Regions from separate parts of the Sus scrofa genome. Here region 2 is linked to region 1. A link is a contact called in public HiChIP or PLAC-seq data. All regions are on one chromosome and are shown on one strand. The core of a region is the stretch at or near the end of the contact, and the rest is flanking DNA. Distances in the headings are between cores, read along the strand shown.

Region 1 (4,543 bases), core at 1,297-3,796:
GTTCTCAACATCATGGAAACCCAAACACCCCCTAAGGTCTGTAGAGACAAAGTGAGCTCATTTGATTTCAGGGAATCTTAAGTCTTCGGTCACGAGGCAGGTGCGGGCCTCTGTGTCATCTCATGGAGCACGTTGATGTTTGGGAGGGTGTCCACGCAGGAGCAGTGACCTCACAGGTGGGGAAGCCAGAAACCAAGCTGCCCCATCCCCAGCTTCCTGAGAAGGACGTTTTGCTGGTCTTTCTTGGCTCTGCTCGGCTACATACAGGGCATCGTGTTGGCTGCACACATGGCGGGAGATTTAGATGCCAGGCTTGGTCTGAGGGGTGTGTTGGGAAGTGACAGGAAGGTCTTGGTCAGGCATCACTGAGTTCCCCTTGTCCCTTCTACCTGGGTCATTCCTGGGCAGCAGTGGCCTCATGGATTCTGAATGCTGGGTCCACGCTCACTAGGCAAAGTATCCTCTCCTCCCCATCCCTGAGGAGGGGGCTGGGCACGCTGTCCCCCAAGTACTTCCTCTGCTCTGGCAGCCCCTGATGGGTGCCTCCCTAAAGATGAGAGAGTGGTGACCAATGTAGGCATGATCTATATTAGCAGCTCCATGCAAGTCAAGGTGAAGATATGATATAAATTAAATACTAGAGTGCCCTCCGCCCGGGGTGAACGCTAAGGTGGTTCGGTAACATGAAATCGTTGATGCAACTTGGGATCTGGGGGAAACGCCAGGTTGAAATGCCAGACTTGTCACTTACGCACTCTGTGACCTTGGACATGTTTCTAAACCTCTCGGAGCCCGGTTTCCTTATCTGAAAAATGGAGAAAATAATAATACATACATCACAGGGTTGTTATGAGGACTCTGATAAAGAAGGCAAAGTGCTTGCCTCGGGACATAGTAACGGCTGTTACAGATGAGCTTAGTGAGGTAGCATATGACCCAGTGCAACCTCCCTCATCCTCCAGAGAAACAAACGGAGGCTCAGAGATAGGAGGTTATGTTCTGATTGCCACACAGCGATAGTGAGAGCTAAGACGAGCTCTTTGGCCTTGTGAAACTCAGTTCAGTGCTTTCCTGCGTTGTACTTTGAGTCATATTTGTAATATCCCTTCTGAATGGTGAAAAAAATCAAGTGAAAAACATGTATTTTTTTGAAATATTTCTGGCAGAATCTTGTTTTATTCATTGCTAATTACACTGTGGTTGGACTTTTTTTTGGTGGGGGGGCAGTCTTCTTTGGGCTGCACCCACAGCATATGGAAGTTTCCAGGCTAGGGGTTGAATCAGATCTGTAGCCACTGGCCTAGGCCACAACCACAGCAACACCAGATCCGAGCCGAATCTGTTGCCTACACTGCAACCCACAGCAAATGCTGGATCCTTAAACCACTGAGTGAGGCCAGGGATCAAACCCACGTCCTCATGGATACTAGTCAGGTTTATACCACTGAGCCACAATGGAAACTCCAAGACATGTATTTTTTGAAATATTTCTGGCAGAATCTTGTTTTATTCATTGCTTCCAACTGTGGATGGTCTGCTTTCTGGCACCAGGTGACATGAAAGTCTGTGCTTTGTATAAATAATTGTTGAGTAGCTGGAGGAGGCTAGAGTTGAATGGTTGGAGAAAAGGTAACATAAAATGTAACGCATTTTTGTTTCCTCCAGAAGAGATAGTTAAGGATAGCAAGTCTCCAAGGTTGATGTTTTCATTTTGTTTTACCTTAAATGTTTCGGGAACAACAAGGAGGTTTTTTGTTTGTTTTAATAAAGCCATTGTAGTAAAAGTCAAATGGTACCAATTTGTGTGGACTGTGAGATTAACCTAAAGGAGCTGCCTGCAGACAGGACTTTGGGAGTAGAGGTCACAGAGAAGGCAGATCATATGCATCAGTTAGGTACCATATTGTTTACTGCTTGGAACAAAATCCCCTCGGCTCCCACGCTTAAGCACAGCTTCCGAGCAATTACTCAGGTCCAAAGTTTACTTCCGATTCCAGCCTTTACAGACCAGTGCTGAGCCCATCAAGTTTTATGGCAGTCAATGCATCTCCCTTCCAGAAGCAACTGGTCACAGCCATTTCCAACACAAAGCTGCTTGGTCCATGCTGTCTTCTTTTTATAGTCTGTTTCCAGACTCAGTGACCCATAAAGTTAACTTATAGCCAAGTCACAGCCATGACCAGAGCTGTTGTTTTTGTGTCCATCCCTCAAGTTCCCTGGCTTCCCGGGCAAGGCCTGTTGCCTTTTCCCAGGACATTGCTTAGAGGCAATGCATCATTCTGTTTGTCTCTTGTGGGGTCATTCCTTTTGGTCCAATCCCTGGTCCTGGGTCTTGAATCCAGACTGTTTGCTTGAAACATTCCCAAACCCTGGGATTTTCTGGTTTGCCCCCAAGAATGCCCATACTGAAGTTCTGTGCCTAGCAGGACCCTTATTAATGGAGATATGGCTCCCACTTGGTAAGTTGAGGTCAGGGCATACTGTGAGCTCCAACCACCTGTGCAAACACAGCAGTGATTCAGTGGGTATTTCTAGCTAGATGTCCTGATGGTGTCAGTTACGACCTAATTTGTCTTCTCCCCCACCCCCCCCTTCCTCTCCAAATAGGGTGAGTATATATAACAAAGAGAATGTGATAGAGTGACTTGGCCTTTAGAAAGGTGGAATTTGAAAGTTACTTAATTTAGAGAAACTCATTAGGGCATGGAGTCCAGAAATGGGCATGTGTTATTTTAGGATTACTGAGTCACCCAACCTCTTCATTTTATTGATTTGGATGGATTAGTAAGTTTCCTTGCCTTGATCAAGTTTGGGGAGCTAGTTAAAGGCAAGGCCTGGGTTGGAACACTTATCTTCTTACTCTCAATCTGGTATTTTTCTCCTTACAGAATGTTGTCTTCCATCAGAATCTAGTTTTGTTCTGTGACAGAAAGATTAACTTCACAAAGAAGGAGAGAGGACTGAAACATATCTTGGTTTTAGTAGGACTGGTGCCTGTCTCCCACAACCTATTAATTAATGATGGAAGAAAACAGGGGTTAAATCTTATCATAGACACCCCAAATTAGAATATCTTGATTTATAGAGTTTTAGGACTAGGAGGTACTATAAACCATTGAATACAGCAGGTTTCACACTGTGCTCAGTGGAACCCTGGGATCCTGCACAAGTGCCGCAAAGGCCTTGTAAGGATGAGGGAAGGAGAGTGTGCAGGACTCTGAGCCTTCTCTCCTGGGGCCACTAGAGCAAGCCTGTCTTCACTGTTGGGGTTTTAGGTTAGATTTTATCTTTTTTTTTTTTTTTTTTTTTTTTTTTGCTTTTTAGGACCACATCTATGGCATATGGAAGTTCCCAGGCTAGGGGTGGAATTGGAGCTTTAGCTGCCAGCCTATACCACAGCCACAGCAACGCCAGATCTGAGCCATGTCTTCGACCTACTACACCACAGCTCATAGCAATGCCAGATCCTTAACCCACTGAGCCAGGCCAGGCATTAGACTCTCATCCTCGTGGATACTATTTGGGTTTGTTACTGTTGAGCCACAATAGGAACTGCAGGTTAGATTTTATCTTAAAATGGAAGTCCACTTCTAAAGAAAGAATGCAAACCTTAAATCTAGTTCAAACCTCTCAATTTACAGATGAGAAAACCAAAGCCTCCAGTCTTGACTCTGGGGAGTTGCAGGGCAAGAATCATCCTATTTTAGGGATAAGGGATTCAAAGCTTAAGAGATTTATAGAAAGATACAGGAGTTCCCGTCGTGGCGCAGTGGTTAACAAATCCAACTAGGAACCATGAGGTTGAGGGTTTGGTCCCTGCCCTTGCTCAGTGGGTTAAGGATCCGGCGTTGCCGTGAGCTGTGGTGTAGGTTGCAGACGCGGCTCGGATCCCGCGTTGCTGTGGCTCTGGCGTAGGCCGGTGGCTACAGCTCCGATTGGACCCCTAGCCTGGGAACCTCCATATGCCGCGGGAGCGGCCCAAGAAATAGCTAAAAAAAGACAAAAAAAAAAAAAAAAAAAGAAAGATACAGACTTCATCAAGTGGCAGAGCCAGGGCTGAAACCAGGTATATGGTTCTTTATTTCTGGCCTGTGATTCTTCCTATCATGTCACATTATTTAATAATATGAAACATGTGGGTGACCTTACTGCTCCATGATCAAGTAAGTCCCTTCCCCAAAGAATGCAGGACTGAAAGGGAGGGGTTTGAGGGAGCAAAATAAGAGAGAGCAACAATAAGCTAGTGTGGGGTAGGGACTTACTACTGGACCCGAGAAACAGGTGCACCTACCCATTCTTGCTTCCGTTCCTCAAGAGTCTGTCTCACTGTGCAAGTTCCTTGCTGTAGCCCCAGTGCCTACACAAAGGCCTGGCACAGAGTCAGAGCTCACTAAATAGTTGTTGAATCCTCTTGACATCTTCCAAACCCTCTCCTGGTCAAATACTGTATCAAATTTGCATAATCATGACCATCAAGTACAGTCCATTTATCTCCACACATGGTAAGTGCATAAGGCCTATTCATTGAGTGAATCAGTGAACT
Region 2 (4,543 bases), core at 1,478-3,977, 1.1 Mb after region 1:
AGTTCCTCCTGGGCCGGGGCTTAGATCCGAGCTGCAATCACAACCCAAGCCGCAGCTGCATCAACACCGGGTCCTTAACCCACTGTGCTGGACTGGGGACTGAACCTGCAACCCAGTGTTCCCAAGATGCCACCGATCCCGTTGAGCCACAGGGGCATCTCTGGGAGTGGATTTTTTAAGAGCAGCAGTACATGTGGAGTCTAGGTGTAAGTGTTTGTTGTCAGTCCTCTCCCTCCCTCTCTCTCCCCCATTTGGGGCCACTTGACCTAATGGTTGAGATCAGAACACTGGTTTTCTCATATGTGGCTGCAACTTTGGACAGTTTTAGTTTCCTTATCTTTAAAGAGGTAATAGGAGTGCATGGGTTTTTTTGTTTTGTTTTTTTGTTTGTTTGTTTGTTTTTGTTTTTTTGTGTTTTTTTTTTTTTTGTTTTTTTGTTTGTTTTGTTTTTTTGTTTTTGGTCTTTTTAAAATTTTTATTTATTTATTATTGTCTTTTTGTCTTTTCAGGGCCGCACCGGCGGCATATGGAGGTTCCCAGGCTAGGGGGCTCATCGGAGCTACAGCTGCCAGCCTCCACCACAGCCATGGCAACCCCGGATCCTTAACCGACTGAGCAAAGCCGGGGATCAAACTCATGTCCTCCTGGGTACTAGACAGGTTCGTTACCGCTGAGCCACAACGGAAACTCCGGGAGTGCTCTTTGATTTCTGTGTGTTAGAGAGCACTGTGCTGGCTGTAAATGCGCCATGTGATGGGGAGACCTGGAGGTTGCGAGTAACCTTGTAGTTGATAAGAGCATCCCGGAAAGCTCGTATGTTTCAAATACTTGGTGCACAGCGAGGGCTGTACCCCTGAGCGTGCGACATTACTGACCTTATCAGCAGGAATTGTGCCAAGGGTGGTAGCGGGTCCCAGTGACACCTGTCCACCAGGATAACCAGCCTGTCTCTGTTTGTCTCCTTTTCCCATTCTTTTGGTCCACACAGGACCTTGGAGAGACACATGAGCACCTGGGACTGTCCTGGCCCCTGAGACTTTAGTGTGTGGATGTCTCTTCCTGGGAGCATTAGGCCCCTTGCCTCTGGGGTGAGAAGCTTTATAGATTTCGGTGATGACTAACCAGGAAGATGGGTGGGTCACGTGGCATGTGAATAATAGCTTCCTGAGGATACATCTGTTAGGACTAAGTGCAAGAGTGATGCGCTTAGCCCAGTGCCCAGGGCTGGGCAAGTGCTCAGAACAGCAGGCCTGGCTGCTGTCCTGTTCTCGGTCTAACGCATGCCCGTCTCTTCTAAGAGCTGTAAAAGCCTGCAGTTCTGAAGAAATTAAGGTCATGTATTAGATTTTCAGCATCTTTAATCAATTTGTGTTGTCCACACTCAGCTGGGATATGTTTTATCATATGCACTGTACATTGACTTGCTGAGCTGCTCACTAAGCTACTCGGTATTTAGTATTTCCAGCTAAATCCATCTGACTGTTTAAGGGGACTCTCTTGTCACTTGAGAAGTTGTTTGTGCTGTTCCCAGAGACTATAAAATGCGCTTGTAGGATTTTCAAGACATTCCTTCCCTGGCTGGAGGGTGGGTGGAGGTGTGTGTGATACAGTAGCAGATCCACAGAATTTATTTGAAGAAGCTGGAAAACAAATCCTATTACAGTGCAACTGTTTCTGTGTTGAGTTCTCCTATACTTAGATTTTTATTCTGCAGATTACCAAATCTTCTACAACATGTGGAGCTGCTCGTGTGTGTGTCTGTGGAATGTTTTCCGTGTTAACTCTCACGCTCACTTGGAAGGTGTCTCTCTCTGCCCCAGTTTATTGTGAGTAGTTAGAGATTCTTTGTTCAGATCCAAAGATGGACCAGGAGTCTTGAGGTTGACCTTAGAGACTTCATCTTCTCGAGTGTAGGGCTTTAAGAAACCCCAGGCTGCAAAAACACTTTATTCCTTCGCTTTTCAGAGTTGATGCTTGTCCCCTTCTGTGCTCTTTGTCTTGTTTTTTGAGGGTGAGAAAGTGTGAGATTCCTCAGCCCACTGCCCACTCTCCCCGGTGGCCTGTCAGCCCAGGCAGGCTCCTGGCCCTGAATGCAGATGCCCCGGAGCCGGTCAATGAGGGATGGGCTGGGAGGGGCTTAGTCACCCACCAGGCTATCAGTCTTGCCCTTTCCTCCGCTCCTCTGGGGGCCAGCTGGGCCGAGAAACCATTTTTCAGTGACAGAAGCCATTCATCCTGACTGATGGTCTTTCTGATGCCCTAACCTTTATAGCCTCATAAAGGTCATGTGCTCCTTTCAGACTTCGCTGTCAGCAATTGCTGGAAAAACATGTTTGTTTAACCAGCAGGTCTACACAGCTCTGCACATTGTTGCTCGTGATATATTCACATTTTTAGGTCTTGAAACCCTGGTAACCAGGTTTTGGTTGAAAAAAATATTCTGTGACTTACAGGTTCGAGTTCTCACCGAGAAAAGAAAATTGAGTTTGCTTTAAAAATCCTCCTCAACAGATTCCTTTCCTGTCAGACACGTGGAGGTGCTGGAGGCGTTCACGCATTCCCTGTAAACCAGTAGAACTTGCTTGTGACGCTGACTCGGCTGCTGGGAGGCCACGTGGGTGTCGGCTCTGGCTCCCAGCCCTAGAGATGGCAGTGGGGCCTGTGCTGACCCACACGTCCTCCTCCCTGTCACTCGATCTCCCCGGGACCGGGACCGCTGCAGCGGAGTCAGTGGCGCTGTTTTCGCCCAGGGCAAACCAGGTTACAGCGCTCACACAGGCTGCACTACGATCCTTTTGAGCCGTTGGCACAGGTTGGCAGACACATTCCATTGTTTTTAGACAATAGTGACTCAAAGTTGAACCGGCTCCAGGGAGCAAGTGCGGCTTTTGTACAGTAACAAGGGTTTAATGCCAGCCAATTGATGGAGTCTGTCTTCCCCGAGCCGGGACGCCTTGTAATGACATGAAGCTTACATTTAAATATCTGGCTCCAGATCAGAAACGTGGCGTGCCTCTCTCTGCCTTTCCGTGACACAATCTTCTCTGTTTGCAGCAATTCTTTTTTTCGTCTCTTCGATGTGTTTGGGGGGTGGGTCAGGGAGCAGGTCTTATTTCAGGTAATGGAGGGGGGAGTCCAGTCTCGGCCTTTCTGTTCTTCGCCCCTGGTGTGTGGCGTGGCTGCTCGCAGACCTGCGGCCCAGCTGTCTGTCATGGCTCTTGTCCAGATTTCTCTTTCAAGGAGGTGAAAGTTAGATGCTGGGCCATGTCGGGATATCATAGACCTTTTGTCAGAGGCCAAGCAAGGAGTCCTCTGCTTTACTGAATAAAAAAAAAATCAGGATTACGTCCTGGGGTTCAGATGAGGTGCCTTTATTAGCGCAAATAATTAGCAAGGTTTGGGGCGCCTGGAAATGGTGGGAGCCTGGGGACGGGCAGAGGTGGGCGTGCTGGCCCTCTGGGCTCTGTTTGAAGGAGCCTTATTTAACAAAGATGAACTTTCTGGTCATTGTACAGCTCCTTTCTCTGAAGAACAGAAAGCATTTGATTTTGGATACTTCAGCGATTCCTGGAGGGCAGATAGGGGAGGCAGCTGGTTTGTAGGTGTGGGGGAATTGAGGCACAGATGTGTTTGTGGCTCTAGGAGCTGAAAATCACAACCAGCCTGTCCCCATCTTGCCAGGAGCTCGAGTGTGGTAAAGGCCTTCTGATCGGTGTTCTGTTGACTGCCTTTGGGGACTCCTGAGGAATCTCCTCGGGTCCAGAGACCTCTGTGGACGGCACTCAGAGGGGGCGGCACTCAGAGGTAGAGATGGAGTGGTCTCCGCCTTGGAAAGGGATGCTTTCCGCCGGGGAGGTGGTCGCGGTGGCTGGAGGAGATGTTTCTAGGGTGGCCTCTCTTGCCCTTTCTCTTTCATCCGTTATTGAGAGCAAACCTACCTCTGCGGGCTTGAAGTAACCCTAAATCAGAACCCCGGCCTTCGGACGTAAAGATGGTGCTTGCTGTGGTGTGAAAACCCTTGTCTCCGGGCCATTGAACTTTCCGAGTGTGTGTATACAAATCGATACATTTGTCTGCGTTCATTAGCGCCGAGCTGCTGGCGTCTGAGCACAATACCCTTTCCTGATATGGTTCCCGTGATAAATGCTTTTTTCCTCTCCTCAAAGAAACGAGTCCAATTACTTCTTTTAATTGGAGACAGCGTGTGGGGGACCTCTGCACATCGAACTTTCTGTCTCTCATGTTCACAGGGGTTAGGCTTGTCCTCGGAGAGTGAATATTTTTTCCTTCTCTCTTCTTCTGGAGAATCTTACAAATTAAGACAAAAGATAATTACTTGGAGGAGCAAAACTGGCAGGTTCCCACGACACTTAAAATTAATGAGCTGTTGAGGACAAAATATACCTCACTTTGGGCATCCCTCGCCCAGCCCCCCTCCCCCGTTTGGCAGCGCCCGAGCTGACTTTTTGGCCTTGTTTGCCGTTTGGGTGGCGTGGCTGCTGTGCAGTAGCCAAGATGGTTACAGAAAGTAGATGTCTTTGAA

The links. HiChIP or PLAC-seq counts read pairs in DNA pulled down with a chosen protein or histone mark.
Region 2: an H3K27ac HiChIP or PLAC-seq map of skeletal muscle shows a contact between it and region 1, with 9 times the contacts expected there. The contact joins two enhancer-like sites. A contact is called at or near these places in 3 of 47 Hi-C or Micro-C datasets (alveolar macrophages and embryonic fibroblasts) and 1 of 2 datasets of contacts at active chromatin or transcription factors (skeletal muscle).

What each region holds. Positions count from the first base shown.
Region 1 is chr7:10,447,020-10,451,562 of Sscrofa11.1, forward strand. All of the region lies in intron 1 of LOC106507125 (a long non-coding RNA gene), which reads left to right. Among named protein-coding and RNA genes, the nearest start is that of CD83, 100 kb to the left of the region's middle. Within about 2 kb of position 2,547, at least 2 of the 83 cell types and tissues checked have an H3K27ac peak or open chromatin away from gene starts, as enhancers often do. A contact at or near this core is called in skeletal muscle, where this site is marked.
Region 2 is chr7:11,564,199-11,568,741 of Sscrofa11.1, forward strand. All of the region lies in intron 6 of JARID2 (protein Jumonji), which reads left to right. Among named protein-coding and RNA genes, the nearest start is that of DTNBP1, 150 kb to the right of the region's middle. Within about 2 kb of position 2,728, at least 19 of the 83 cell types and tissues checked have an H3K27ac peak or open chromatin away from gene starts, as enhancers often do. A contact at or near this core is called in skeletal muscle, where this site is marked.